Regions from separate parts of the Mus musculus genome. Here region 1 is linked to region 2. A link is a contact called in public Hi-C data. All regions are on one chromosome and are shown on one strand. The core of a region is the stretch at or near the end of the contact, and the rest is flanking DNA. Distances in the headings are between cores, read along the strand shown. Region 1 overlaps Umad1 (UMAP1-MVP12 associated (UMA) domain containing 1). Region 2 holds the start of Rpa3 (replication protein A3).

What was found. A called contact is a pair of places that touch in the nucleus more often than the background predicts.
Region 1: a contact with region 2 is called in a Hi-C map of erythroblasts, with 2.3 times the contacts expected there. The contact joins the enhancer-like site here to the promoter of Rpa3 in region 2. A contact is called at or near these places in 2 of 39 promoter capture datasets (embryonic stem cells and stem cell-derived epiblast-like cells), 3 of 484 Hi-C or Micro-C datasets (embryonic stem cells, erythroblasts and muscle stem cells), 1 of 115 datasets of contacts at active chromatin or transcription factors (the SCID.adh cell line) and 2 of 9 other capture datasets (adipose tissue and liver).

The regions. Positions count from the first base shown.
Region 1 is chr6:8,347,350-8,354,360 of GRCm38.p6, reverse strand. The region is part of intron 2 of Umad1 (UMAP1-MVP12 associated (UMA) domain containing 1); the gene reads right to left. Among named protein-coding and RNA genes, the nearest start is that of Gm46952, 5.3 kb to the right of the region's middle. Within about 2 kb of position 5,105, at least 20 of the 459 cell types and tissues checked have an H3K27ac peak or open chromatin away from gene starts, as enhancers often do. A contact at or near this core is called in erythroblasts, where this site is marked.
Region 2 is chr6:8,257,170-8,263,913 of GRCm38.p6, reverse strand. It overlaps Rpa3 (replication protein A3), which reads left to right and starts at 4,773. Exons shown (of 4, transcript NM_026632.4): 1 at 4,773-4,914; 2 at 6,153-6,227. The coding sequence starts at 4,816. Umad1 (UMAP1-MVP12 associated (UMA) domain containing 1) reads right to left here and starts at 4,626. Exons shown (of 4, transcript NM_001302354.1): 1 at 4,421-4,626.

The DNA.
Region 1 (7,011 bases), core at 3,856-6,355, 90 kb before region 2:
AGTCCTCCACGCATCCATGTCCTTTCTGAGCCATTGCCTGTGCTCTGCAGACGCAGTGTCCATAGGGATGCCCTCACCAGCATCTGAAGCTGCAGGCTCCGAAGATGCAGAAGAAGAGTTTGGTAAACATCAGGGTTCAGTTTGCGTACAGGAAAACAAACAAACAAGCAAACAAACCTCTCAAGCTGCAGCCATCGCTTGCCATTTAGGATAACTCGACCCGATTCTTTGTTTTCTCCTGAGATCTGTGGTAGGGGACAGGAATCTGGACAGCAGCAGTGTGAGGCTGAGAGGGAAGCGGCCGCTCAGTTCTTCCTTTACTACCCTCAGTTTCTTGTGAAGTCTGCCTAGCACGCCTCTTGCAGGGAAAGACTCAAGAGTGGCAGTAGCCTGACCATCTCCCATCCTCTCGCCATCTGAGGGTCCCAAATCCCAACTACACTGGAGTCTGAGCGTGTCTGCATAAACATCATCAGCCTATGATAAAATCTTCCAAGAAACCTACAGCTGGCACCTCTATTCTGTCAAGGGTGAAACTTTGTATTTTAGTGTTGGGCAACCAGGATAAAAACACACAATGACTGCCTAACCCCAATCTTGCTTATTTGTGCACACAACAGTTTTCTAATTCAGCTCCCCCCGACCTTGGGACAGTTATTTCACTACTGTAGACTGTGATGCAAATTAAGGCATTTCTATTCTTATTCCAAAGTCTGCTGCATAAAATAAGGGTATGCTTTACAAAGTCAGCTGACAGCCTGATTTCGAGGGTTCCCTGCAGCCAGTCCCTCTTCCCTAGCTTATCGCAGTGCTCCAATTCATCGGGAACAAATGTAACCTCTCACTTTTCAGAGTTATGAATCTCAAGAAGCAGAATGCTTTGCTGCCTGCTTAGGAAGTGAGTCTAAAAAGCTGACTCAACTTGGTTCTACAGAAGATCACTGAATTCTTAAACACATTAAAGTCGACAGAAACAGAACTGTAAAATTCCTACTATACATGGTATTTTGAAGGTACATCTTTCAGAAGTTAAACCATCTTGAAACAAACACTGTAGCAGAGTGCCACATGTTTCCTAGAGCTAAATAATACTGCAGAGCAGAAAAAACTGTGTAGAAATTATATTGATAGCTCCACTTTTATGCATGGAAGGAAAAAAAGTGAATACATTTAAGATGAAATTCCCCCCCTTTAGGGTCTTTTCTGTTATATTTAATCCACTTTCACACAGTTTTTCTTAATTACACTACAGCTGTCTGGTAAGGCACAACTGACCATTTCCATCATGAAAACAAACTGTAGCCCGCCATCTAAAGTTCTCGATTAAAAAGCCAATGTTTTTGTGAGCCCAGAGAGACGGGTGCAGCTGCTGCAGTTCCCGAGGCGGGCACCTCTACTCCATTCAGCTGTGAAGAATGGCAATGACTGTAAATTGTTCTTCCTGATCGGTTCCACAATAAAAACAAACCACACGACTTTCAATTTTTCAAAGCCAATTTTTTTAAGCCTCCAGTACGCTGGAAACAAGAGTTGTGTTCTTCTGACTCATGGCCTTTGATTTCTACATAAACGTCCCGGTATGCATGTAAAAACAGGTCCCTGCAGGATACTCACAGACTGTATATATTAACTTACCAGATGTACCAGCAGATAGAAACTCCATCAGCCTACCTTTTAAAGCAAGATACTATTTAACAGCTTAAACTGCCTGTGACTAAAGGATGACTGCACGGAACGTACTGTATGCAGGGAGACATTAGGTAGTCCATGAGAAACCTCAGCATGCTCACAAAGGGGACAGCAAGGGCTTGTGAACTGGTGCTTAGTGGGCTCCTTAAGAACCAGGATATAAAAATAAGGTTGAGGCATATATCTGCATTTTGCAACCAAATTGCCCGATATCTGACAGGTAAAGTGGTTAGAGGTCACATCTGTAAATTACTGTACACTGAGATGGCAGAACAATTTGTGTTTAAAAGCTTCTGTGTGTCCCAATTTATTTACTACAGTCAAAGAGTCGCTATGATTTAAGTTGGAAACTCCAAAGTATATTTTAATCACACATACACACACACACAGTAATTTAAACACTTTAGAGCTCATGCCTCTTTTAATTTATATAAATCATATATATTTACAAACATGAGATACTGTACAAATACATATACTGAGAAAACAAAGACTGTCATCTAAGTGTACAGTAATTTACAGATGTAAGTTCTAAGATCTCTTCGTACATGTGCATTGAGTAGGGACCCTGGGGCACCATTTCCTCCTCCTGAGCGTGGGGACCTTAAGTGGACCTAAGTGGACTGTGGCTACTATCAGCCACCCTCTCCATGGTCTGGATACGTTCCTTGCTTTAAAACCCTACCCTCAAGTCTATTTGTATGTCTGTCTCCCCCAATCCTCCCAGTGTGTGTGTCTGTGTGTGTGTGTGTGTGTGTGTGTGTGTGTGTGTGTGGTGTGTAAGGCTAAGGATGTAACCTCTTTCACTGGAAAAAGTGTGTGTGGCAGTGAAATGTAAATCTAACACGTGAGCACATGTATGACCTTTCACTTCAGCAGGAACACTGTTGCATGCGACAATCCCTTTCTCATACAAGACAATAATCTCCTGATTTAATAAACAGGTTTCCTGTGAAAACAACATCCTGTCTGCTAGAGTGATTGTACCTTTAACCATGCTGTCACCCAGCCCTCCATATGTCACCTACTAACAAATAACTTTTCCAGACTCTCATTTACAAAGTGTTTCTTTCCTGAAATGGTGGCTGTATATGCTTAGGCAAAGATGGTTCTTGTTAACTATGGGTCACTAATGATGGCAGTTGTAACTGAGACTTGGGAATAAGACAATGCAACAGATAGTTAAGGAATACATATAGTTTGGTCATAGTTTGTAGGAAGTTGGCTATGTAATTCTCAGAAAATCTTTAAAAACTGCCAAAGCTACACACAGAACACACATATATACTTTGTATTGGCCATATTTTTCTGTGGGTGTTTTTCAGGCTTCTTTGTGGTTCTTCTCCACTTTCCTGTTACTCTCTCTAGGGCTAGACTTTCTTACTCATCTCTAGGGGATCTTAGCCAAAACTGTAACTCAGAATATACCAACACAATTCTGACTATAAAAGCAATTGCTAAAGACAAACCTTTTCTTGGGTTACAAGGCCATCCATTCCAGCCTGCTGACTATTTACTTGGTCCACGTCTCCGTGGCAGTTAACCTTAGTGCTTTCCACAGTCCCTCCTTATCTCTCGGCAGAACTAGCCCTGCTTCTGTGCATGTTCACAATGGCAGTGAATCACCATGCACTGTGCTTTCTTTTCAGTTCATTAGCAGTCTCTCCCAAACCTGCCTCCTAGTCTCTATCACCTTCATTCGCTACCCCTATAATTGGTACCAAGTTTCAGTCTCTCTAGTCCCAGCTATATCTATTAGGCCAATTTCCTCACCCTCTTCTGATTTTATTTTGCGGCCATAAAGAACATGCTAAGTTATCATGGACATGCAACTTCCTTTATACAAATTTATTTCCATGTACCTCATCTGCTTTTCTTCATCTTCCTTTATTCTTTATGGAACAAAAGGGATATTCTACAATGAATGTCATTAGTTGCAGCCAACTTGCTAGTAGGTCAATAAGTTGCATACAAAGTCTGTACACTATAAACTATTGATTATGGAGAAGAGCCGACTAGACGAGGGGAGAAGAGAGCATAAGCTCATGGGAAGAAGTGGTGGTCCAGGGATGATATTGCAGAAAGCAAACCACACACAGGAGAACTGGGGAGATTCAACCCAGAGTACCCTTCTAATACATCTGGTGAGAATTTAGGAAATCTCTTCTAAAAGATCAGGGCGGAGGTTGTATCCATTTTCTTCACAGAGACAAAGGCTCTCACTGTTTCAGAAAGGCTATTCCACTGTTTCCTGAGGTACGGAAAAATGTAGTTTTGTAGCCAATGATAAATTTTCACTTAAATTTGCTAAACTTATTATAAGAGTACTAGGTAAACGAAACAGAAAATAAGTAAACAACTACGTAAACAGAATATAGGACCCAATCAAAATGAGTTCAAAGTCTCTTACCTTCTGAGATTGCAACCAAAAATAAAAATACATTTCTAAGAACAGCTTTATAGTAAGAGGGAAATTCATAATGAAAAAGAAGGTGTGGTGAGGGGAAGAGGCTGGTATTTATATATCTAATGGAATGTAGTGTCAAGCCATGAAAAGGCCCAGAAGTATACAGGAGTGAGAGGCGGTGGGTAGAGCCAGAGCCAGAATGCTCAGGTCTCATCACAGCCTCACTTCTTACACTGCTGCAACGCAGGGCGAGCTAGGTCTTTTCAGCACCTTCTTATAGAATATGCATAACAGCAGTGTCTACCTCAAAAGCTGCTTTGAGGATTAAAGTCATAAGGAAAAGCATTTAGCCCGAAGTATAAACTTCAGTGCTGTGAAGTGGTGCTGGCTGCTGAGGCCAGTGTGGCCTGGAGCTGCTTAGTGGGCTACAGAAGCCATGCCAGCCATGGAGGATTCCTTGAAAGATGTTCATCAAACTGTATAAAAATGCTGCTTTCAGGCATTTCCACACTTGAGACCAAAGTAAACGAGCTTAGGAATGCATAATGTTTAAGCCTATTTTAAGCTAAGAACTTAATTTCTTGGAATGCTCACATTCACAAAACATAGTAGAAATTGTCTTTGGGGCCACACCCTCATGGCATCTCCTGGGTAGAAAAATTTCAAAAGACTGGGCTTGTTTTGAGGGTCTGCCTTTCCCCAGGCTGGAGGCTACAGGAATGAGTAGGATGGAAACCTCACTGGAGAAGGTGAGGGCTTCTGCTGAGCTCACCAGTGTCACCAACATCTAGATCTGCAGCTGGACCATGGCAGGATCTTACAGTCTCAGATAAACGAGCACTGTGACTTAGCACGAACCATCCACATCTTATACAAATGACCAAAGGCACAGTTGTTGGAGAATAAAATATGGGGCTAATTTTTAGAGCAACAATACCTTTGTGTTTAAGTGAAGAACTGTGTTTAGTCCCAGTGCTAGCCAGTCACAGTATCAGGAGAAAACAAAACCAAAACCAAAAACTGGAGAACCTATTGATTTCCTAAAGAAGGCTGCATGTTCAATCAAGCCAGCACATGCAACATTCAGGATAATAATTCAACAAGAAGTAGTTATAGACATAGACATTAGAAGGCTCTGGAATTCTTTTATTACAAGGGTAACATCAAGTGCCCTCTAGACTTGTACCTGGTATACTATTTCTGAGGTGCATGAAATCTCATGGTTTTTTTTTTTTTATAAGAAAGTTTGAAATTTGAGGTAATATTAGCTTATTAATCAGACAAACTTCAATGTCAAACAATAAAATTTTTATTTCCTAATATAAACTGCTGGACTGCAGATTTAAGAAACAAATAGTATGCTACTGTGCATGCCTGGGAGAAACAGTAACTTGTGTCAATATATATTTTTAATTGATTGGATTAACGTGTATATATCCTGGGAGAAAAATGGGCAAGTAGCTTTTGCTGCTTATTTGCAGTGCTTTTCCATCCAACCCCATGTCCTAGCCCATCAGTCACGGCTACTATGTCTGGGTTCTAATGTGACTCCAACATAAAAGCATGCCCCAAAGTACCATAGACTCCAGCATTTTCATATGCATGACAGTTAGTTCCTTGACTAACAATTAGTAAGTGTAGTCCAAGGAAAAAAATCCCAAAGATACTAAATATGAAAAGAATACTCATTTCTGTGGTTTGCTGGAGGGTGTTTATTTTCAACAGTTCAGATACTTATGTGCTGAGCCAATAAGCTTGAAAGAATTCCAGGTCTTCCTTTAGCTAGAAACCCCCTTTTACTGCCCTGTCTTTTAAGAGTAAAGCTAACCTGTTATCTGTCTGGGTTGCTCTTCCGGTAAGTTACACAGATTCTACATTTTTACTGCTGGTTAGTGATCTGTCTCCTTGAGACATGGAAAGCCATGTAAAGATGGAGGCAGGGACTTTTTTTTATCCTTTTCCTTTTTGTCTGGCTCACTATACCTATATCCCTATGCCTTGATCTAATTCTTACCATAGAACTGGAGTTCAATACATATTTATTAAACACATGTATTTTACAAATTAATGTTTAGAACAAAAATGTGAGTTTCTTAAGGTCACATGAACTTATAATCCTCACTATAGGCCTAAGGTAGCACCTGACATAGAAATGGAGCTCCAGAAAGGTTTAAAGGTGCAACTGAAATAAGGGCATGTTAGTATTAAAGCAATATTAAAAAGCAGTTTCAGGGCTTTAGTATTGTTACAAAAATTATTGTACTTATTAAAATCATTTTCATAAGTACTTTAATAAGAAAATATCAGAAACATAAATTTAACCTAAATTGGAACTTTTTCTAAATTAGCAATAGTGTGGTTTAACTAAATATCATTAGTATTCAGGATCGGAACATTATACTAGGAACTAAAGAACATTTTGAGAGAAAGATCCCGAGGCCAGATGAAGACTATGGCTAGTGCAGGAAAACAGCTACATAAAGAACAAAGTGGTCAGAGGCAGAATATGAACAACAGGGAACAGAATTCAGGGTTTTAGTCAATTAAAGTATATTTGAAAAAAGATGTGTTTTTGGAACTGGGAAAGGAATACTGGGAATATGACTTCATATTTTACAGGCAAAAAGCTAATACATCAGATTTATTCATTCTTAAAAGTGACACTGAGAACTGGAGCAAGTAAGTGTCTTCAGTAGGCAGTGATGGAGGGCAAGTGTCAGGGCTGAGACAGGGCAGAGGGGACATAACGGAGAAGGATGGAAGTGATTTCACAGGAAGCAGCAAGACAGCTTCAGAAATAAAGAGAAAATCTAGACACCTACATCAAAACCATTGCTAAGAAAAAGGGCAGGTCCTCTGGCACAGACATTTGAATGGTTCCTGAATGTGTACACTGAGGTCCAGATTATAAACAC
Region 2 (6,744 bases), core at 3,524-6,023:
CCAGTATAGATTATAACAACCAACATGGGTATCTTTTCAATAGAGTAGATTCTCAGTAGCCATATTTGTAGTCAATCCTTTGCGTGTACCCTTTCACACCATATCTGGAAGAATATAGTCAAATGACTAATTAGATAAGTGGCCAATTATCTAGATTTGTTTAGAAGATTATATTTCCTCAAGAGTTTCAGAGAATGGAGGTATTTGTGAACAATAACACAACACTGTTTGGTTACTAAAAAGTGGTGTTGTAAAATGATGGGAGATGATTTGGAGTCTCACAGTTTTCATATTCATGGTTCCTGTCCTTTGTGATGTTAATAACTTAGAACTAATTGTGTCAACTCATAAGGGTTTTATTTGTTTTGTTTTGTTTTTTACTTAAATATTTAAGCTGCAAGGTGTATACAGTCCAAGTGCCCATCAGTGGAAAGATGACTAGACAAAGTATGGTATATTCATTTAATAGGGTTTTATTCAAGTTTAAAATGAAATGCAACTCTAACACATACCACAACGTAAATCTTAAAGATATTGCTAAATAAAATAAGCCCATGCAAGAGGAAAAATATTGCATTACTGCACTTGGATAAGACATCTAAGAGTAGCTACATCAGTACAGGTAGAAAGTACAAATGCTAAGGAATGACTGAGTGATGGTCACAGAATTTGAGTTTTGGAAGATGGAAACAGTGGTGGTTATGGTTGCGTTACAATATGAACTTACAGAATACACTGAGTTGGAGGGTTAAAAATAGTTTAGAGTTAATCAGTAACTTTTATGTTATATATATTTTAGCAAAATTAGTAAATAAAAAAATGATGTTCTTTGTACCCAAAGCACATTCATTAGGCTATTCCAACCCAGTCTCCACTTTGAACTGTCAATGTTTCTCCTAAAATATGAAACTTGTCATTGTACTCTTCTTTCAACTTCCCTTAAGCCAATTCTTTCTTTTTTTTTCCTTTTTTTTTAATTAGGTATTTTCTTCATTTACATTTCCAATGCTACCCCAAAAGTCCCCCAAGTCCTCACCCCCACTCCCCTCCCCCCCCCACTCCCACTTCTTGGCCCTGGTGTTCCCCTGTACTAAGGCATATAAAGTGTGTAAGACTAATGGGCCTCCTTCTCTTTCCAGTGATGGCCTTCTAGGCCATCTTCTGATACATATGCAGCTAGAGACACGAGCTCCGGGGTTCTAGTTAGTTCATATTGTTGTTCCACCTATAGGGTTGCAGATTCCTTTAGTATCCTTGGGTACTTTCTCTAGCTCCTCCATTGGGGGGCCCTGTGATCCATCCAATAGCTGACTGTGAGCATCCACTTCTGAGGCCAATTCTTTCATATCGCATTTAAGAAAGACATTCTAAGCTATCATTTCAATTCACTTTTACCCCTTAATACATGTTACTGCTACTATACATCCAAGCTCTGGTTGGAGTATAGTTATATTTGTTGTCTTCAGCAACTAGAATTCCCCCACAAGCTCTCTTTATTTTGTTGTTTTGTTTCTCTTAAGTAACACTCATGAGATGAAAAAACTAGGCATACTATTAGCTAAAAATAATACTAGTATGTATATATATATATATATATATATATATATACATACATACATACATATGTGTATATATATACACATATATATGTGTATGTGTGTGTGTGTATTTATTTCTGGTAAAATGAAAAATCAAATGTCTAGAAAAATTGTATCTTAGCACAGCCTATGTAAAAACACTGGGATATGTTAGTACCATTTTAAAATGCATGGCCAAACCATTAAGAGATAAGGAAATTTTACTGAGTCCAGAAAGAAGGAAAGGCTAAAAATCTATGGGGGAAATATCCAAGTAGTAACAACGAGTATCTTTTTCATGGCCAGTACTGACTTCCGATGGATACTCCCGATGGATCCTGGGTTTTAATTAACTATGTCCCACAGTGAAGAGGCACAAAGCCTGGGGCCAAACATTGTGCAAGCAAGGAAACAAATCTTTTCTTGAGAAACACAGCCTGAAACCAAACCACAGAAATCAACAATAAAAAGTTCCACAAAACATGAATCTATAATTTTAAGTTATCAAACCCTAACCCTAACCCTAACTCTGGAGCAAGCCAGTCAGCCTCCATGGCTTCTGTATCAGCTCTGACTTCTAGAAGCACAGTTTGAGTTTCTGCCTTGGCTTCCCTCAACGGACTATGATTCGGGATATAGAAGCCAAATAAACCTTTTCTACACAAGCTAGGTTTGGCAGAAAAATCAGTAAGACTGGCAGTCACTGTATAGGTCTCGTAGAAGGCTGAAAAGAAAACTCCCATATGACTTAGCCATACCACTCCTGGGCTTACATTTACAGTACTCAGTATTCTTTTATAGAGATGCTCTGAGATCCATGTTCATGGCTGCTCTATTGACAATAGCTCGGAAATGGAATCATCCCGAATGTCCAGCTACCAATGAACAAATATGTATACATATACGTACACATATACACAATACATATACATATACACAATACATATACACAATGGAGTTGTATTCAGCTATACAGAAAAAAATGAGATTATGAATTTTACAAAAAAAATAAAGGGGCTGGAAAATATTATTATAGTGAATGAGGTAACCCAGGCCAAGGAAGACAAACATTGTGTCCTCTCTCACATATGGATCCTAGTTTTAAGGTTTTAGATTTGTGTGCTTACATTTGTGGTATCTTTAGAGGTCAGGAAGCTACAAAAGGCCAAAGATGGCTACAGAGAAATTTCAAGGAGTGTAAGAGATAGTAGAACATGTGAGCTATAAAAGTAGTTCATTGGAGGAGAATACTGGGGGGTGAAAGGCTTAAGTGGAGATGGGAACACGAGGTTGGGCTAACCAAGACTAAGGATGTATAAAGAGGTCTCAGGAAAACCTACTACTTTGTAAGCTAATTGAAAAGTTTAACTGGTTTTAAAAGGAAATTTAAATGGGAATACCCTGCATGGGAAAAGAATGCTTCCCCTAAAGGCATGAGCTACTAAACAAAAATCTCAGGGCTGAAAGGCTGTGATATACCTCCCTAGAGTTCTTGAGAAGGATGACCCAAAGGCACACAAACAACACGATTTTCTACAATGCTCCGAGCTGTCCACCACAACTAGATGGTAAGAACCTATGTCTGGAGACAGGGTACCATTTGCTTGCAGCACACAGATAAAGCAAACTAGACCTGAACTGGGAACTTACTTCTTGCTGGTTACTTTTCACTGAACTAAAAGGGTGCTATGCACCAGGGTAGAAAACGCAGTGCTATATCATGAATGCCTCAATACCGACTTGCCAGCACCCAAAGGAAATGCAGCCCACAACTAAGGAAAAAAATTTTAAACTTGTTTTAATCACAACAGAATTAAGACACACATATTAAATGTCACATGAACACTAAGGAGAGCTAACAATCGTTTAAATAGGGGAGATTGGATTTCACTCTTAAATAGATGGAACCAGATCTTTGTATTTTATTACTTAAGGCAGCAACAGCAGGCTACATTGGAACTGAATTATTGGAACTGAGTTATTAGCCCTGAATTTGAAGGTTAATAAGTCTTTGGCTTTAGAAAAATCCAGACACTGTTCCACATAATTATGAGACGCAATTAAAATTATGTTTTAATTTCTGCAACCTCTTTTGAAGGTATTTTTATGTGCGTTCATTTTGAAATTTCTCAGTACCAATCCCTTGCTGGTGAAATTACTAAAATCAACAGCCACCAGCATCCAGTCATTTTCTGAACCAGAAACACATCCGACAATTTTCTTCAAATCTTGGAATAAACTGTCTTTCAGACAGCCAGCTCTGAGTACTTCGGGGAACTAGATATAGTATTACAACCCAAAATTAGAGTTATCTAGCACCTTACAAAGCAGTCAACCCCTCATTTGCAGAAAGAGAAAATGTGACGCCAGTGGAGGAGCACTAGCTTGGGTCCAACAGCTGGTGAAGCCTGTCATCTCTAGTCCTTCCCGGGGGTCCTCCTCTACCGGAGCCCCAATGCACGCCAGCACCCAGGAGGTGAGGAAATGGACACCTCCACACCGCCAAGGCTAGCAAAAGGTCCAAGGTAAAGAGAGGGGCAGCACCTCTTGCTGCCAGTGGGTAAAGCAGGCAGGTCCGTTACACAACGTCTCCTAGCAACAACCTCCTGAGGGAGGGGTAAAGACTGACGATGGTTCTCTACAGGTAGAACTGGCTCAAAAATAAAAACCCCAAACCCCAGGTTAGGCACGCACCCGCGCCACCCGCGCAAAAGCTGGCAACTGTCAGTGCCCGCACCGCGGCATTCCGGGACCAGGAGCCCGACTCCGCCCACCACCCCGACGGTTCAGCCCTCGGGAGGAGAGAGGCGCGGAGATCCAGACACCTCCCGCAAGAAAGCTACCTGAGACTCCGCCGCAGCCCGCAGCTCGCCACCCACCACGGTCCTTCAGCTTACTTCCGGGGTCAAGTCGACGTTCGGCCGCTCCAGATCCCGGGTCCCAGGCCTCAGCCCCCGCCCCTCTAAGTCCCGCCTCCACTGCCCGCCGGGTTTCGGCCCCAGTGACTTCCGGAACGCCGCGCGTCACTAGGCAGTCTACCAGTACTTCCGGAAGCCTTGAGCCCCTCCGCCAGCCCGGTGCGAGCGAACCAGATGCTCCCGTGGATTTGATTGGTGGGTCTGGAGCGTACGTCTCCTCTGATTGGTGTTCGGGAAATCTGCCCGGGTTGGCGCGGCCGCCCGCTGGGCGTCAATCATTTTCTGCTTTCCTGCGGGTTGCGAGTGTTGGCGGCAGAATCATGGAGGACATAATGCAGCTCCCCAAAGCGCGCGTCAACGCCAGCATGTTACCACAGTATATCGACCGGCCCGTGTGCTTCGTGGGGAAGCTGGAAAAGGTGCATGCGGGTTCGGGCGAGAGGACGGGACCACGGCCACTCGGGAAGGACTGCGGGGTCGGGAGCTGAGGCTGGGAGCAGGTCACCTTTAAGCAGCATTGCCCTCCAGCTTGCTGTAGTTTTCACAAGAAGAGCTTGTGGAAACTGCTAAGCCATTGCAGCAACATTTTGGTGCCGCTTCTTTTATGTCCCCAAAACTGTTTGGAATGACCTTTTAGATCCAAGCGCTCCGCGCCCCCTTTCTTTATTTACCAGGAAGGTATTTACAAACCTGGCTCCTCTGTCTGTTGTTCGAGTTTTTGTTTTAGCCAGACTTAGCTTCTTGCTTCCCTGTCTTTTGCAGCCGTCTCTATTTATGGGCCTAGTTTTTCTACTTTGCAGTCGTCTCCCTATGAAACATTTCTTGATAGCCCCTCCCATATTCTATAGATACCTTGTATCTAGCCCAGTCTTAGATTGCAGCCTCGTCCTTCCTATAGGTAAAAATTAAGCCCAAAGGCCCAGAAATTGAGAGTGCCGAGGGAAAGAAAATCCTCTGTAAGGACTTACCTGCTAGGTCATTTCATTCACACATTTTCTAAGGGAAAAGAATTTCTAACTAAACAGGTAGGCTGACTGAGCTGCTCAAACCTCACATCGAGTGGCAGAGCTCAGTTTCAAGGGAAGTCTTCCTCAGATCTGGCAACCAGTTCTTTTAGATCATCGTTCTTAATTTTAAAAGAAAGTATTCTGAGCCGGGCGGTGGTGGCGCACGCCTTTAATCCCAGCACTCGGGAGGCAGAGGCAGGTGAATTTCTGAGTTCGAGCCCAGCCTGGTCTACAGAGTGAGTTCCAGGACAGCCAGGGCTATACTGAGAAACCCTGTCTCGAAAACAAACAAACAAACAACCCCTCAAAAAGAAGGTATTCTGTGAGATGTACTAAATCAAGAATGTTGGCAGAATTTCATTAGACAGTGAAAGCCTCGTTTAGTTTTAGTGTACCAAGTGTCTTTTGCAAATAAAAGAAACCACACAAAACACTAAGCAAATATTTGTTGTTTATTAGAAATTCAAAATTAACTGGGCTTACAATCATCTGATCAGGTAATAAGATTATAACTTGAACCAAATAAACTGTCCAAAACCCCTATTACTTTATATTCAACCAAATGAAACTTCAGGGAATCTTTTAAATATTCATTTCTGTAGATTCTGTTTTCTAAATCTATGGCTTTTTGTCTTGATTTCCTTTTTTAGATTCATCCCACTGGAAAAATGTTTATTCTTTCAGATGGAGAAGGAAAAAATGGAACCATTGAATTGATGGAGCCAGTATGTTTTAAGTGATATGCTCTCATATTTAATTTTTTGGGGTTTCTTATTATTTCTGATTTGGGGGTGGAAATGTGAAGATTACACTTGTATAACTTTAAAAATCAAATTCATGCTCTCATATTTTGTCTTATTTCCATTTCTAAACTTTAGTGATTCTTAGGGCTCCAACATTTCTGAAAGTGTCCCTTAAGTATTGGTTGGATAACAATTTTTATTCCTTAAAAAAAAAATCCAAAAAATACATGTGAAAAATTTTTTAAACTGCTTCTTCCATAATCACAAGCCTGGCCTTCAAGAGCTGGCCCCAGGTGTGTTCCTCCTGCTTCATACTAAGTGGCATTGCTAGTCAGTTTTATTTTCTATGTTTAATTTTCATATATATATATATATATATATATATATATATATATATATTCATGCATATTTTTATATTTCTAAATTTTTTAAAGTTTTATGTTTAATGTGCTTAAAACATCTTTGATATTTTATGCCGACAAATCCATATACTATTTGG